2 separate regions of the Danio rerio genome follow, and region 1 is linked to region 2. The links are chromatin contacts, called in public HiCAR-type maps. All regions are on one chromosome and are shown on one strand. Each heading gives the region's core, a stretch centred on a gene start, on an enhancer-like site or on the middle of the called end of the contact. The rest is flanking DNA. Distances are from core to core; before and after follow the strand shown. Region 1 holds the start of dbnla (drebrin-like a). Region 2 holds the start of casp17 (caspase 17, apoptosis-related cysteine peptidase).

Region 1 (7,350 bases), core at 671-3,170, 190 kb before region 2:
TGGGTTTCCTCCGGGTGCTCCGGTTTCCCCCACAGACCAAAGACATGTGGTACAGGCGAATTGGGTAGGCTAAATTGTCCGTAGTGTATGAGTGTTTGTGTGTGGATGTTTTCCCAGAGATGGGTTGCGGCTGGAAGGGCATCCGCTGCGTAAAAACTTGCTGGATAAGTTGGCGGTTCATTCCGCTGTGGCGACCCCGGATTAATAAAGGGACTAAGCCGACAAGAAACTGAATGAATGAATGACCAGTGCATATTGCAATCCGCGTGGGCCCATCCGCATTTTAATAAATAATATGAATAATTCTCTGGATAATTACTGTTTTTACATTACTGTAAGGGTTGGGGTTGAGGTAGACATTAATAAAATACAATTGACTGGGTAATTTAATAAATATTATGAATAATTCTTGTTAATGTCTGACATTATGACTTAATGTCTGACATTTAGACATTAATGTCTGACATTTAGACTTTACAGACCTGAAACTTGCCTACAGCACTTATTCATTGTTGCTCTTAGTTGTGTAAATTGCTTCCTTGTCCTCATTTGTAAGTCGCTTTGGATAAAAGCGTCTGCTAAATGACTAAATGTAAATGTAATATTTGAGTGAACTATTCATTCATGAAGCATTTTTTATTTGTACATCCAGCTCTGAATATTTTTCTGTTCATACCCAGTTGATGAGCACAAATTTGGGCACTCCAGAGCTGGGGTCCAGCACTCTACAGAAGGCATACATGACTTTACCACTGTTCAGTTCGTCCACCATTTCTTCAAGCCCACCATCTAAAAAAAATGAGAGAAACACAAACCAGCATATGAAACTGTGGACTGCTGACTCATCAATAAGACAAAAAAAAAAAAAAAAGCATGACGTCAGTCTATTGGCACTCTCATCTCATCTGAAGAAAACACTCACCTCCCTTCCCTGCAACCCGAATGTCATTACTGTTTCCTTCATAGGTGAACAACACCCTGTTTAAAAAAAAAATTACATTTCATGCAAGATTATTAACAGAATAGGCTATTATAAATGTAAAATACTCGCCAAGAAGTAACCAGCCATTCTGTTTTTTTTTTGCACAGGTTATATGTAATAGCTCATAAAACAAATTTGAATATTGTTTTGAAAATAAATGAAAAAATACTAAAGTAAACACTAGAGTATTTTGAATTCTATTGTTGCAGTAGTACATCAACTATATTAGTACTAATATAAACAACCCAACTTTACTGCAACTACATTGTTATTATACTACATTGTTATTATACTACACCACAGTTTACTGTAGTAAAAACTAAAGTGCACTGCTGTATTTATTATAGTTCACTATAGTTAATAATACTACATTATGCTTTATCATTCACTAACAAAAGTGTTGTAAACACTATACACTCAAAAAAATTACGTTTGCTATTTGTTTAAACGACTTATTTAAAATGAGCTGAAACAACACAATTTTTGAGTTTTTTTTTAATTGGGACAACTTAATTTTTTCATTAAATCTACTTAAATTTGTAAAAACTAATAAGTTAACTCTTTCATGTTGTCCCAACGCAAATCGAGTGTACAGTGTATACAATAATACGCTTTGCTATATGCTTCAAAAACACTATTTACTCTAATTACTATAGTATTTTTAATGTTGGATGCCAGATTCTCTTGAAATGGCAAAGTTAATTACGTAAAGTAAATATAATGATTACTTATTCTTTAAAAAAAAACATGTCATTCGTCGATTTATTTTCGAGGTGTTGATGTGTGATGGAGTTTTCTTACCAGTCTTTTTTCCCGCTCACCACCTCATCATATGCTTCTGTAAGCGCGGGTCCGTTTTTACTCAGGTTTACCGCCATTGTGGATCATGAAATGAATGAAGTTGTGGATATTTTTAATGGAGATATAATCATAACCAGTCTTCCTCTTTCGTTTGAGCGTCCTTTGTCGTGTTAAAAACGCACCTGTCTCTTGAAATCTGGTTCGGCGAGTTTTTGGGAATTGAAAGGAGGAAGAGAAAGAGCTTCCCAGCAAGCCATAACTATTTAAATGATTTAAACAGGGACAAATATTGAATTTTGTGTGTGGTAGAAATGCATTACAGCGAGAACACTGTTAAAATTGTTAAAATGGTCAACGTGTTAGCATTGGGAATCATTTTACAGAATCGACTCTTTTGAAGAGAACCGATCAAATGATTCACGGATATTTTTGTTTTGTTTACGCGTTATTTATGTTTACTTTTTCATTGGATATGATATGTAGCGTCAAATAATTCAATTTAAGAATTAGTGTTAATTATATTAATGTTAGCATTGTCCATCATGTTAACAATCGGTTGGATTGAATCAGTTCAAACGAACTATTTGTTCATGAGTCGCACCTTACTTAGCATATATCTATTGATCAATCTAAGGGCGGTTCACGAGGTCACACGTGGAACTAGTTGGACTTGTACAATCACATTACTGTAATTACTTAAAGAATAGACTGAACAAAGCTATAATGCAAATCCTTTTCTTCAGAGTTCATAGATTGAAGAGCAAGAGAAATTGCGATCTGAAATACCACCGGTAAAGGTGTCAGTGAAGTATGTTATGCTATGTTGTGGTGTATTATTGCTTTTAAATAATGCTCCACACTCTATCCTAAAAGTTTTATATGTGTATGTGAAATTCAAAAACAATTACAGCTTTTCCAAACAATTCACACACAGATTGCCGCTGAAAATACTTTTGCAGATTGCACTGTTACCATACTTATTGTGCCATTTTTGTTTGTGACATGCATTTACAAATGCAAATTATGATACTTATTTAGACTTTTTGTTTGCATGCATCTTTTCCAATTGGCTCTAAAATAAAACACGCAGTTATTTGTTTGACCGCACGATGGCGCACTTTTCACGATTTTGACTCCTTTGTATTTCTATTGACTTAATTTGTATTATGCCCGAAAACTGGAGCAACATGTCAACTTGTAGAGAAAAGGCTTTTATGAAAAATGAAAAATCTTCTGCCATCACACAGTGAAAGGAATTCTGAGGGAAGTCTGCATGTGTTTTGCCCATGTGGCCCCCCAAATCTATTATTTCACACTACATTTGAAACAAATTAACTCAGCGCTTCAGTCTCCTCAAAGGTTTTCAAATCAGTGTATAACTCCAAATTTCAACCACATTAAAAATCTGCCAGAGAAAATCATGTGCGTGCAATTAAATGCACAATCTTGTGCGACCACATCGTGCGGATTGAGCCAAGATCATCTTTGAATTGATTAATCGCAGATTTTCAGCTCAAAACAGATGATTGGCGGTGCTGAGATATGAAAGGGGAACCAGGCTGATCGTTATGAGTTTCAATAGCAGATTCACATTTCTCAGCCCCAAAAATTAAAATGTGCTGTTAATTTACTCCCCCTCAGGCCTTAAAAGATGTATGCGAGACTTTTAGCTGAAACTGTGGCCCACGAAATTCATAAAAAGCAAGCCAGTGTCTACTTTTACTTTGAGAGTTCAAATAACAAACAGGCAAAACTAAATAATACCTGTGGCTCCTGAAGATACATTGACATCCTATGAAGAGAGTGTGTAACTTCTGGAAAGTTTACATGAACGTTCACAAAGGCTGTGGATAATATATTACAATAAGTAGACAGTATTTTGCTTCATTATCACTCAGTTTATCATCAGTTTGTGTGTGTTTTTGACTTTTAAAGGGGCAGATCACATCAGTTTTTATTCCTCCACTTGTTCCAAACCTGTTTGACTTTATTTCTGTTTGAACTCAAAAGAAGATATTTTGAAGAATGTTGTAAACCTGCATAGTATTCTCTGTAGAAGTCAATGGCTACCAGTTTCCAGCATTCCTCAAAATATCTTGTGTGTTCAACGGAAATGTAAATGAGTGAATTTTCATATTTTTGGGTGAACATTTTCACATTCTTGGAGTGAATCGTGCTTTAAAGTGATTAACAAAAGCTGGGGATTAAATATTATAATAAATAGACAGTATTTTGCTTTTGCTCAGTTTATCATCAGTTTATGTGTGTTTTTTGACTCTTAATGTAAATTCTGTCATTATTTTTATTCCTCCACTTGTTCCAAACCTGTTTGACTTTCTTTATTCTGTTGAACACAGAAGAAGATATTTTGAAGAATGTTGGCAACCTCCATAGTATTTTCTGTAAAAGTCAATAGCTAACAGTCTCCAACATTCCTCAAAATATCTTCCTTTGTATTCAACAGAAATGTAATTGAGTGAATTTTCATTTTGGGGGGTGAACACTCATTCTTGGAGTGGATACTGCTTTAAAGGGATTTAAATAACCTGTTTCTTTGTTTTTCAGCAGTGGTCATGGGTATCATTATTATATTTGTCTTCCGGAAAGTTCACACAAACGTTCACAAAGACTGTGGATTAAATATTATAATAAATAGTCAGTCTTGTGCTGTATTATAAGCCAGTTTATCTTCAGTTCGTGTGTGTTTTTTGATTCAGTTCACCCACAAATGAAAATTCTGTCTTCGTTTTTTATTCCTCCACTTATTCCAAACCTGTTTGACTTTCTTTTTTCTGTTGAACACAAAAGAAGATACTTTGAAGAATGTTGGAAACCTCCATAGTAATCTCTGTAGAAGTAAATGGCTACCAGTTTGTAGCATTCCTCAAAATATCTTCTTTTGTGTTCAACAGAAAACAGAAACTGAATTGCATGTTAATGAGTGAATTAGCTTTTTTTTTCGGCTGAAAACATTTTTGGAGCGAAAAGTGCTTTAAATAAAACGTGATTTTATTGTTGTTTTTCACCTGAGTGATCATTATTATATTTTCTTCCAGAAAGTTCACATGAACGTTCACAAAGGATGTGGATTAAATATAATAAACTGACAGTATTTTGCTTTATAACATCTCATTTTATCGTCAGTTCATGTGTTGTTTGACTCTTAAAGGGACAGATCACTTAAAAAATGAAAGTTTTGTCATCATTTTTTATTCCTCCACTTGTTTCAAACTTATATAACTATCCTTATTTTTGTTGAACGCAAAAGAAGATAGTTTAAAGAATGTTAGAAACCTGCATAGTATTGTAAAAGTCAGTGGTTGCCAGTTTCCAACATTCCTCAAAATATCTTCTTTTGCGTTCAACAGAAATGTAATTGAGTGAATTATTTGGTGGGTGAACACTGTCCTTCTTGAAGTGAATGGTGCTTTAAAGTGATTTAAATAACATGTTTTTGTGTGTGTGTGTGTGTGTGTGTGTGTGTTTTCTCCAGAGTGGTCATGAGTATCGTTAGTGTCATGATATGGCACTTTTGGGCAGATTTCGACTCCTGCCGTCAGCTCCTGAGTCTTTGTCTGTGGATAAGATGACCCAGTTTCACCGTCGGTGTCGAGTTGCAGCTCCGGCCCTGTGAGTGCATATGTGTGTGTGTGTGTGTGCCTATATGTGTGTGTGGGTTTGTGTGTGTGTGTGTGTGTATATATAAGTGTGAGCATGTGTGTGTGTGTGTTTGTGTTTTGTGACATATCAGAGCACAAACTTATATAATGTCACAGATATGACACCGGTATTAAAAGGTGACTTATGAGGACATTGGCCATGTCCACGTTTTTCAAAAGGCTTATAAATCACACAGATAATTTTTACAGAGAGTGCAAGTGCACACAGTTTCTTGTGAGGGCTGTGTTTAGGGATAGTTTTGGTGGAAAATACAGTTTATACAGTATAAAAACAATAGAAATCTATGGAATGTCCCCATAATTCATAAAAACAAGTAAGTTTGTGTGTGTGTGTGTGTGATCCTGCTATTTATCACATTCCAAAGACTAAATGTCCCCTCAAGTATAGCAATACCAGAACTTTTTGACCTTGTAGGGACATTTTTTGGTCCCCATAACGAAAACTGCACAGTGTGTGTGTGTTTATGTGTGTATGTGCATGTGTATTTGTATCTGTGTATCTGTGTGTGTGTGTGTGTGTGTCTGTATGTGCACCAGGTCTCTGCTAAGCGCGTCTGTTGACAGGTATGATAGAGAGTGCATGTGCCCCCAGAGGCCTCACTCACACACACACACTCACACACACACACACACACACAGCAGACAATCGAGTGTGAGATGGTAATGGGAGCAGGGCCCCGAGGGTCCGGCCGTGGGGCTGGGAGGGCCGCGGCTCCTGTGTCACGGCTAGGCTGATGTCAAGGTTTGAGTTTACGAGCAAACCCCCGTCTCTCTTTCTACACACACACACACACAGATACACATGCAGATACACACACACACACACACACATGCAGATACACACACAAACAGATATACACATACATAGACAAACAAACAGATGCACACACACACTCACACACAGTTACATGAAGATAGACACGCACACAGATACACACACATGGATACATATATAGGTACACACACACACACAGATACACACATTCACAGATACACATGTATATATAAACACACAAGCAGATACACACACAGAGATACACACACACAGACACAGATACACATGCAGATACACATGCAGATACACACACAAACAGATATAAACATACATAGACAAACAAACAGATGCACACACACACTCACACACAGTTACATGAAGATAGACATGCACACCCACACAGATACACACACATGGATACATATATAGGTACACACACACACACAGATACACACATTCACAGATACACATGTATATATAAACACACAAGCAGATACACACACAGAGATACACACACACACACACACAGATACACATGCAGATACACATGCAGATACACACACAAACAGATATACACACACATAGACAAACAAACAGATGCTCACACACACACACACACACACACACACACACACACACACACACACACACACACACACACACATAAACACATGCAGATACACACACAAACAGATATACACACACATAGACAAACAAACAGATGCACACACACACTCACACACAGTTACATGAAGATACACACGCAGACACGCAAACGCACACAGATACACACACATGGATACATATATAGGTACACACACACACACACACACACACACACAGATACACACATTCACAGATACACATGTGGATATAAACACACAAACAGATACACACACAGAGACACACACACACACACACACACACACACAAACATATACAAACACATGCACACACAAACACACACATACACGGACATGCAGATATACACACACACAAACACACAAACAGATACACACACACATATACAAAGATGCACATGCAGACACGCACAAACAAACAAACACACACACACACACACACACACACACACACACACATACAGTTCACGC
Region 2 (7,104 bases), core at 4,102-6,601:
AAGCAGGACAGAGCAAAGTAGGACAGAGCAAAACAGGACAGAGCAAAACGGGACAGAGCAAAGCAGGACAGAGCAAAGCAGGACAGAGCAAAACAGGACAGAGCAAAACAGGACAGAGCAAAGCAGGACAGAGCAAAGCAGGACAGAGCAAAGCAGGACAGAGCAAAGCAGGACAGAGCAAAACAGGACAGAGCAAAGCAGGACAGAGCAAAACAGGACAGAGCAAAGCAGGACAGAGCAAAGCAGGACAGAGCAAAACGGGACAGAGCAAAGCGGGACAGAGCAAAGCGGGACAGAGCAAAGCGGGACAGAGCAAAACGGGACAGAGCAAAGCGGGACAGAGCAAAGCGGGACAGAGCAAAGCGGGACAGAGCAAAGCGGGACAGAGCAAAACAGGACAGAGCAAAACAGGACAGAGCAAAACAGGACAGAGCAAAGCAAAATCCAAAGGCAAACTAAGCACAACATGACAGGGCTTATAAAAGACAGAACCAATTAGACAACAAGGAACAGCTGGAAACAAGGAGTGATCATGTAAGCAGGCATACAGGAAATGCAAACAACCAAAACAAGATCTAGTGCCTTCAGAGTCCACAAGAGGGCACTGCAGCAGGTGTGACAATTTCTCTTACTTTTAAGCTATTTAGGAGACATGTGCACCCACTGACAGGTAAAGGGTGCTCTGCTCTCTCTCTCTCTCTCTCTCTCTCTCTCTCTCTCTCTCTCTCTCTCTAAAGTAAATTGGATTGCCATTTATTGTCAATGCATTTTAGATATGTATAAAGTATGTAATATGATAGCATCATTAAATTAATAATATATGCAGTAAATGAGAAATAAATATCAGAAAAAATGAATAAAAATAGACATTATTGCAAAAAATGTAATAATTACTAGAATAAAAAGAGTAGATTATTTAAATGAGGCAAATTAGTTGATTAATCATTTCTTATGGTGTGCAAATATTGTGCAGCCATTATAGATGTCATTTTGTTCTCTCCGAGTATTAAGTTTATCTGAGTCGTTTATTAAATGATTAATCATTTAATGTTTCTCTCGCGGCTGTGCGTGCAGAGCTGCGAAATGGTAATGCAAAAAACACATACAAATAACGGCAACTTTAGAAAGCCAAAGTAAAACCTGAATCCTGGATATTTTAAGGAGATTCAGAAGCTACGGTCGGATGCATTTTGGCGGAAAAGGTGCGTCTGTGGGTCTGCAGAGCATGTGAGAATTTCTGTATGAGTGACAGATCGCGCGCACACAGAACCAGCAGTAGGAAACGTGCGGAGCGAGAGAAGATTTCCCACTGGTTAATCGATCACGAATGTTTAATTTTCTTGGACGGTTACAAAAAAAGGTCTTTCTCTCTGAAATGGCTGTCAAATTGACGCTGATTCAGGCTTCTGGATGGGATGAAATTAAGTTTGATATTGCGCCATCCAGTGGACACACATGGAACAGCAGAATATTTTATTGAAAATTTTCAGCTCACAGAATCATCTCGCGGGCCTCATTAAATTCGTTTGCGGGCCTGATCTGGCCGCGGGCCGTACGTTTGACACCCCTGGTGTAAACTGTATACAGGGGGTGTTGGTCAATAGCCTACAGCATAATTGAACTAATATCTCAGAGGGAGATTATGTTAGCCTAATTTGAGAGATTTAGACACTTTTAAAAGGAACAACAATATAAAACTGGTTGTGTGTTTCAGCACTTGCAACCATCAATTACATTTTTTTCAGTTTTTAAGCCCTGGTTTAAACAAGCAGTGTATGCAGGGTTCAACGCTAAGGATTTTTTCTACTGGGCCAGTAGTTGAGATTTTTACTTGCCCTGCCAGTTTTCACTGGCCCCACCAAAAAAAAAAAAAAAAAAAAGTGAATAGCTATTTCTCAGCCACATATTTAAATAATGTGGCAAAATAATGTCTGTGAATCTAGAATTTAAACATTTTCAAACTCTTAATAAATGTATAATGAGCAAAATTCAACATTTTATGTAAACAAAAGAGCAGAATGAAAAGTGTGCTGGTATTTTATTGCAATTCTAAATTATTAAAAAAAATGGATTGCCAAACTGACTACTCTTTTTTTTTTTTTTTCTTTTTTTTTTTAGTTTCTTAATTTTGTACCCATGTAATTGTCTGCTTCCAAGACTTTAGAAACAGACGTTTTCTTTAAGCCTCATAGTTTGATGGTGCCGCCATGTTGCCATCTTTTTGCTGTATTGGTTGTTACCAGGTTACAAAAAAAATAACGTGCTCATCATGCTCATCATGCTCATTTTGCTCATCGGGACAGTAGACAGGATTGTTACTGGCCCCTATCGGCCAGTAACAATCCTGTCTACTGTCCCGAGCGTCTTTTACGCTGGCCCCGGGCCATCGGGCAGTCCTTATTGTTGAGCCCTGGTATGTTGTAATGTAGATCCAAAGAAATGTTAAATTAATTAATTAATTTAATTAATAAACGTTTTTAAAGCACAAACAAAACTCATAATCTGTAACTGTTTATGAGTTTACTGTTTGTTTTGCCGTGACACAGTCTGTTATGTTTATATTGCTTGTACAGATTTCATTAGACATGACTTTTAGCCACTGACTGCTCGTTTTATTGCTCACATGACTCATTCATTCATTTTTGATTAATGTTAATACCAAATTATTTGTCATCCAGCTCCACCCAAACAGAAATCTCCATTTCTTTATATAGTTTTTCAAACAAGAGGTACAGTTTGTGCCAGTCATAAAATATTTTAATATGAGCTTGCTGATAATTGAGGACAGCATTATTATTAACAAACATGCACTTTGGCACCAATAAATGACATTATGTAATATATTTTTTTAAACTCTGAAAATGATTGATTGTTAAAACTCGGCGATAGGTCAAATGTGGTCAAACCCAACAGTTATAAAGTGCTCAGCATAAATAAGTACACCTTCTTTGAAAATTAATATTTGTAAACCTTTCTCAATATAGACAATATATTTTGGTGCATTTAAACTAAATAATGATTTTATTAAACATTTTTATTCATTAAAATAAGAGTTTGGTCACAGAACATATTTAGGAACAGAAAGACATTTAAATTGAAATAAAGTGTTGCAAAAAAAATGCAAAATTTTAACTAAATGTTATATATTTTTATGTTTTATTTCAGTGGTTCTCTAACGTTTTTCATCAAGTACCACCTCAGAAAAAAGTTGTCTTTGCAGGTACCACCATAATGAGCAGTATTGAAATACAGTAGTGTATTAGGTCCAGTAAAGCAGCTAAAGCTCTGTACAGCTCAAAAACAAGGCATATTAGTTGGTATTATTGAGAACGTTAAAATTAAAATGTGCTTTTAAAAGTTAAAAATGGAAGGTTACTGTTCTTAAAAAGAAAAAAAGAAAAAATTCCTGGCTTATCAGCACCTGGAAATGTTGCCTGGGCCTCATAAATATAGGCTTTATGTTATCATATTCATAAATAAATCATTTTAAATATATGTAGCATGTACATATGACATATTTGATTAATCCATGTACCACTAGAAGAAAGCCTGCGTACCTAGTGATACACATACCACAGTTTAAGAACAACTGATTTATTTAATATTTGTATCTAACATATTCATTATGGTTTAAAACATTGCATGGTGACTTCTATGTTATTTTGTTAGATTAGTTCCAGTTCCTATAGCAAATATTACTTTACAAGAGGGATCTGTGTGCTCATTCACCCATTTAGAAATCTTGCATATGGAAATATATGCAAATTGCACAAGTTCATATCTGTTTTTTTTACATATATAAAATATGGAGTAACAATTTATTTTGATGGTTCATTTGAGTATTAGTAGACAGTCTGCTTAATATCTGCTGATACTGCTCATTTAAAAGACATTTACCTGACTATAAGAAACTTTGCAAGGACATGTCAACTTACACTGACCCCCACCCTAACCCTAACCTAACATTGTGACCAAATATATGTCATATATCCAACCAATATTTCAAAATATTGCTTGCATATATTATAAATGTATTACAAATATGCACATTAAATACAGTATTAGATATAATCTTATATGTATGTCTATATATATATATATATATATATATATATATATATATATATATATATATATATATATATATATATATATATATATATATATACACACATAAATTCTTTTATTTGTTTTAATTCGGCTTAGCCCCTGCATTATCCACAGCAGAATGAACCACCAACTATTCCAGCATATCTTTTACGCAGCAGATGCCCTTCCAGCTGCAACCCAATACTGGGAAACACCCATACACACTTACATTCACAAATCACAGCTAATTTAGTTTATTCAATTCACCTATAGAACATGCAAACTCCACAGAGAAACGCAAACTTGTCCAGCCGAGGCTCGAACAAGCGACCCTCTTGCTCTGAGGCGACTGTGCTACCCACTTAGCCACCATGCCGCCCCACATAAATACAGTTTTAGACAATATTTGAACATAAATGTACATATTTGTAACTTTAATGGTTGAACATAATATATGGAAATGTAAATATATCTTTTTTTCACTTGTATCATATATTTAATTTGCTTAATATTGCCAAATATTATAATTATATACGTGTGTTGAAAGAAATTACCCCAAAGTTGGTTTTGTCCATGTTTGCCAAAACCAACTTTGGGTTAAAAAATTTTTTTTCGATTAAACTTAATTTAGGTTTTAATAAAATAATAATAACTTTAACAGCAACACACAAACACAGACACACACCACAAAGCACTGCAGATCAGAAATGGCATATTTTTAAATCTGAATCTTCAGTGTTTGAATGTGTGTGTGTGTGTGTTTTTTGCAGGATTGTCATAACCCATAGTTGGTTTTGCCCCTATCTGACCCAGCTTTGGTTTATAACAACCCAGCAACACATAAAACAAACATAAAATCAGCTTGGAAGACGGAATTATAAATGTAATTTTTTTCCCAGAGATGGGTTGCGGCTGGAAGGGCATCCCCTGCGTAAAAACAAGCTGGATAAGTTAGCGGTTCATTCCGCTGTGGCGACCCCGTATTAATAAAGGGACTAAGCCGAAAAGAAAATGAATGAATGAATTCTTCAACATTTACCTTGTTTGAAAGCCTCAATAATCTCTCCTGCTTCCATGTCCACTCTGATGTCCACAGAGAAGCCCAGTTTCATCAGGATCTTGTGAAGTCTTTGCGTGTCTTTCTTGGCTCCGGGTCTGTTTCTGAGAAGTGCGTCAGGATAGAAATTCTCCACTGACACAATCAGCGCCCGGTTCTTCATTCTCTTGTTTGCTGTGAAGGCTGGAAATCTACAGAAAGACATCTTTAACTCCAGCAGCACTGAGGGCGAATACACAGACTGAGAAAGTAAAGGAGCGACAACATTATCAGCGTCTCCACATCATATAACAAGGTGAGTCCAGCCTCATTTGCATGAGTCCGGCCATATATGGTGTTTCCTGTGTGTCATGCGTCTGGCAGTTCCCAGAGCTTCACCTTTAGCTAACAGAAGCAGTTACTGTCTGCGTAGGTGCTTGCATTTGTTTGAGTGTTTACCAGCAGTGCTTTGCTGGAAAAGGATGTAGGGAAGAATGCGATGCAACATAAGGTGACAGTAGAAAAATATGAAAAAAGGACATTTTTAAAATGATGCTCTTATTATTTTGCAGTTTCTGTAATAGTCACAAATTTGTAATAATAATAATAGTTTCTTGAAATGCTTTTTAATAAAGTCTTTAAGTTGCATTTATTGTTTTAAAAAAAAAATACTGATGAGAGGATGATTCGGTGCTTAATTTTATGTTTTGCAATAAAAGGTTTATAAGCAGAATACTGACACTGGTATCTATATTATATTAATAATGTTTAATAGCATATTAATATTAATCATTAATAGCAATACAATAATATTAATAATTAATAGCAATTAAATAATAATAGGGCGATGCAGTGGCGCAGTAGGTAGTGCTGTCGCCTCACAGCAAGAAGGTCGCTGAGTCGCTGGTTCGAGCCTCAGCTCAGTTGGCGTGTCTGTGTGGAGTTTGCATGTTCTCCCTCCGTTCGCGTGGGTTTCCTCTGGGTGCCCCGGTTTCCCCCACATTCCAAAGACATGTGGTACAGGTGAATTAGGGTAAGCTAAATTGTCTGTAGTGTATGAATGTGTGTGCAGAGGTTTCCCTGAGATGGGTTGCGGCTGGAAGGGCATTCGCTGCGTAAAAACTTGCTGGATAAGTAGGCGGTTCACTCCGCTGTGGTGACCCAGGATTAATAAAGGGACTAAGCCGACTAGAAAATGAATGAATGAAATAATAATAATTATGATTATAACTAGAATAATAAGTATCATACTTGGCTTGAAATATAAAATTTGATTGTTTTAATTATAAAAATCAATAATTTTTATTATTTATTTTTGTAAGTTACAACTTTAAAGTCTTTGCATTAAATAGATTTCAAGAGTTCACACTTAACTCAAGACTTACAAAAGCTTGTTTGGCATGCTGTCCCTGGAAAGAGCCCTGAGCTGAAGGGATCCTCTAGTCTAGGGTTACCCCCCTTTTGCGGGGCGAGAGAGATTGAGCTTAGAATGATCCTAATACTCCCCCGCAGCTAAGGTCAAGGTGAACTTCTTGAAAGCGAGACATCTAATAAAAGAGACTTATGTTTATATGGTCTATGATGTAAAGCATATTTAGGCTTCGAGAGGTAACCGGGAAACCCGGCCACGAACGCGCCAGCTCAGAGCAGAAACGCCAGATGTTCCAGCAAGGAGCCAGAGCCATTGGAATTCTGGCTGGTCGCTGGGCCACGTATTCTGGATAAAGGTGGAAGAAGGGGAGGAGGGGGGTTTCTTCAAGACGAAGATAGCTGTAGAGAGAAAAAGAGAATAAATATAGGAACGCAGGATCCTTTGATTGGAGGATCGTGATTAGCTAATATGAGCCAGCTGGGTCAATCATGAGCGCATACTCCTCTCGAAATTATTTAATAAATAAAACTTCACACAGTGAAAAGATTATTAGCATGTTATACAAATTGCTTAAAAATCATTGGCAGGTTTAAAAAAAAAGTTAGCT

What was found. HiCAR-type assays count read pairs that join an accessible place to other places.
Region 1: a HiCAR-type map of caudal fin shows a contact between it and region 2, with 8 times the contacts expected there. The contact joins the promoter of dbnla here to the promoter of casp17 in region 2. A contact is called at or near these places in 5 of 18 Hi-C or Micro-C datasets (caudal fin, embryo, hematopoietic stem cells and 1 more) and 1 of 4 datasets of contacts at active chromatin or transcription factors (caudal fin).

The regions. Positions count from the first base shown.
Region 1 is chr10:47,599,767-47,607,116 of GRCz12tu, reverse strand. dbnla (drebrin-like a) reads right to left here and starts at 1,920. Exons shown (of 15, transcript NM_001002201.1): 1 at 1,784-1,920; 2 at 923-978; 3 at 677-789. The coding sequence starts at 1,860. It overlaps LOC141376473 (a long non-coding RNA gene), which reads left to right. Exons shown (of 5, transcript XR_012386575.1): 3 at 5,277-5,413.
Region 2 is chr10:47,410,954-47,418,057 of GRCz12tu, reverse strand. casp17 (caspase 17, apoptosis-related cysteine peptidase) reads right to left here and starts at 5,351. Exons shown (of 4, transcript XM_017358112.4): 1 at 5,129-5,351. The coding sequence starts at 5,351. It overlaps LOC141376472 (a long non-coding RNA gene), which reads left to right. Exons shown (of 4, transcript XR_012386574.1): 3 at 5,186-5,441.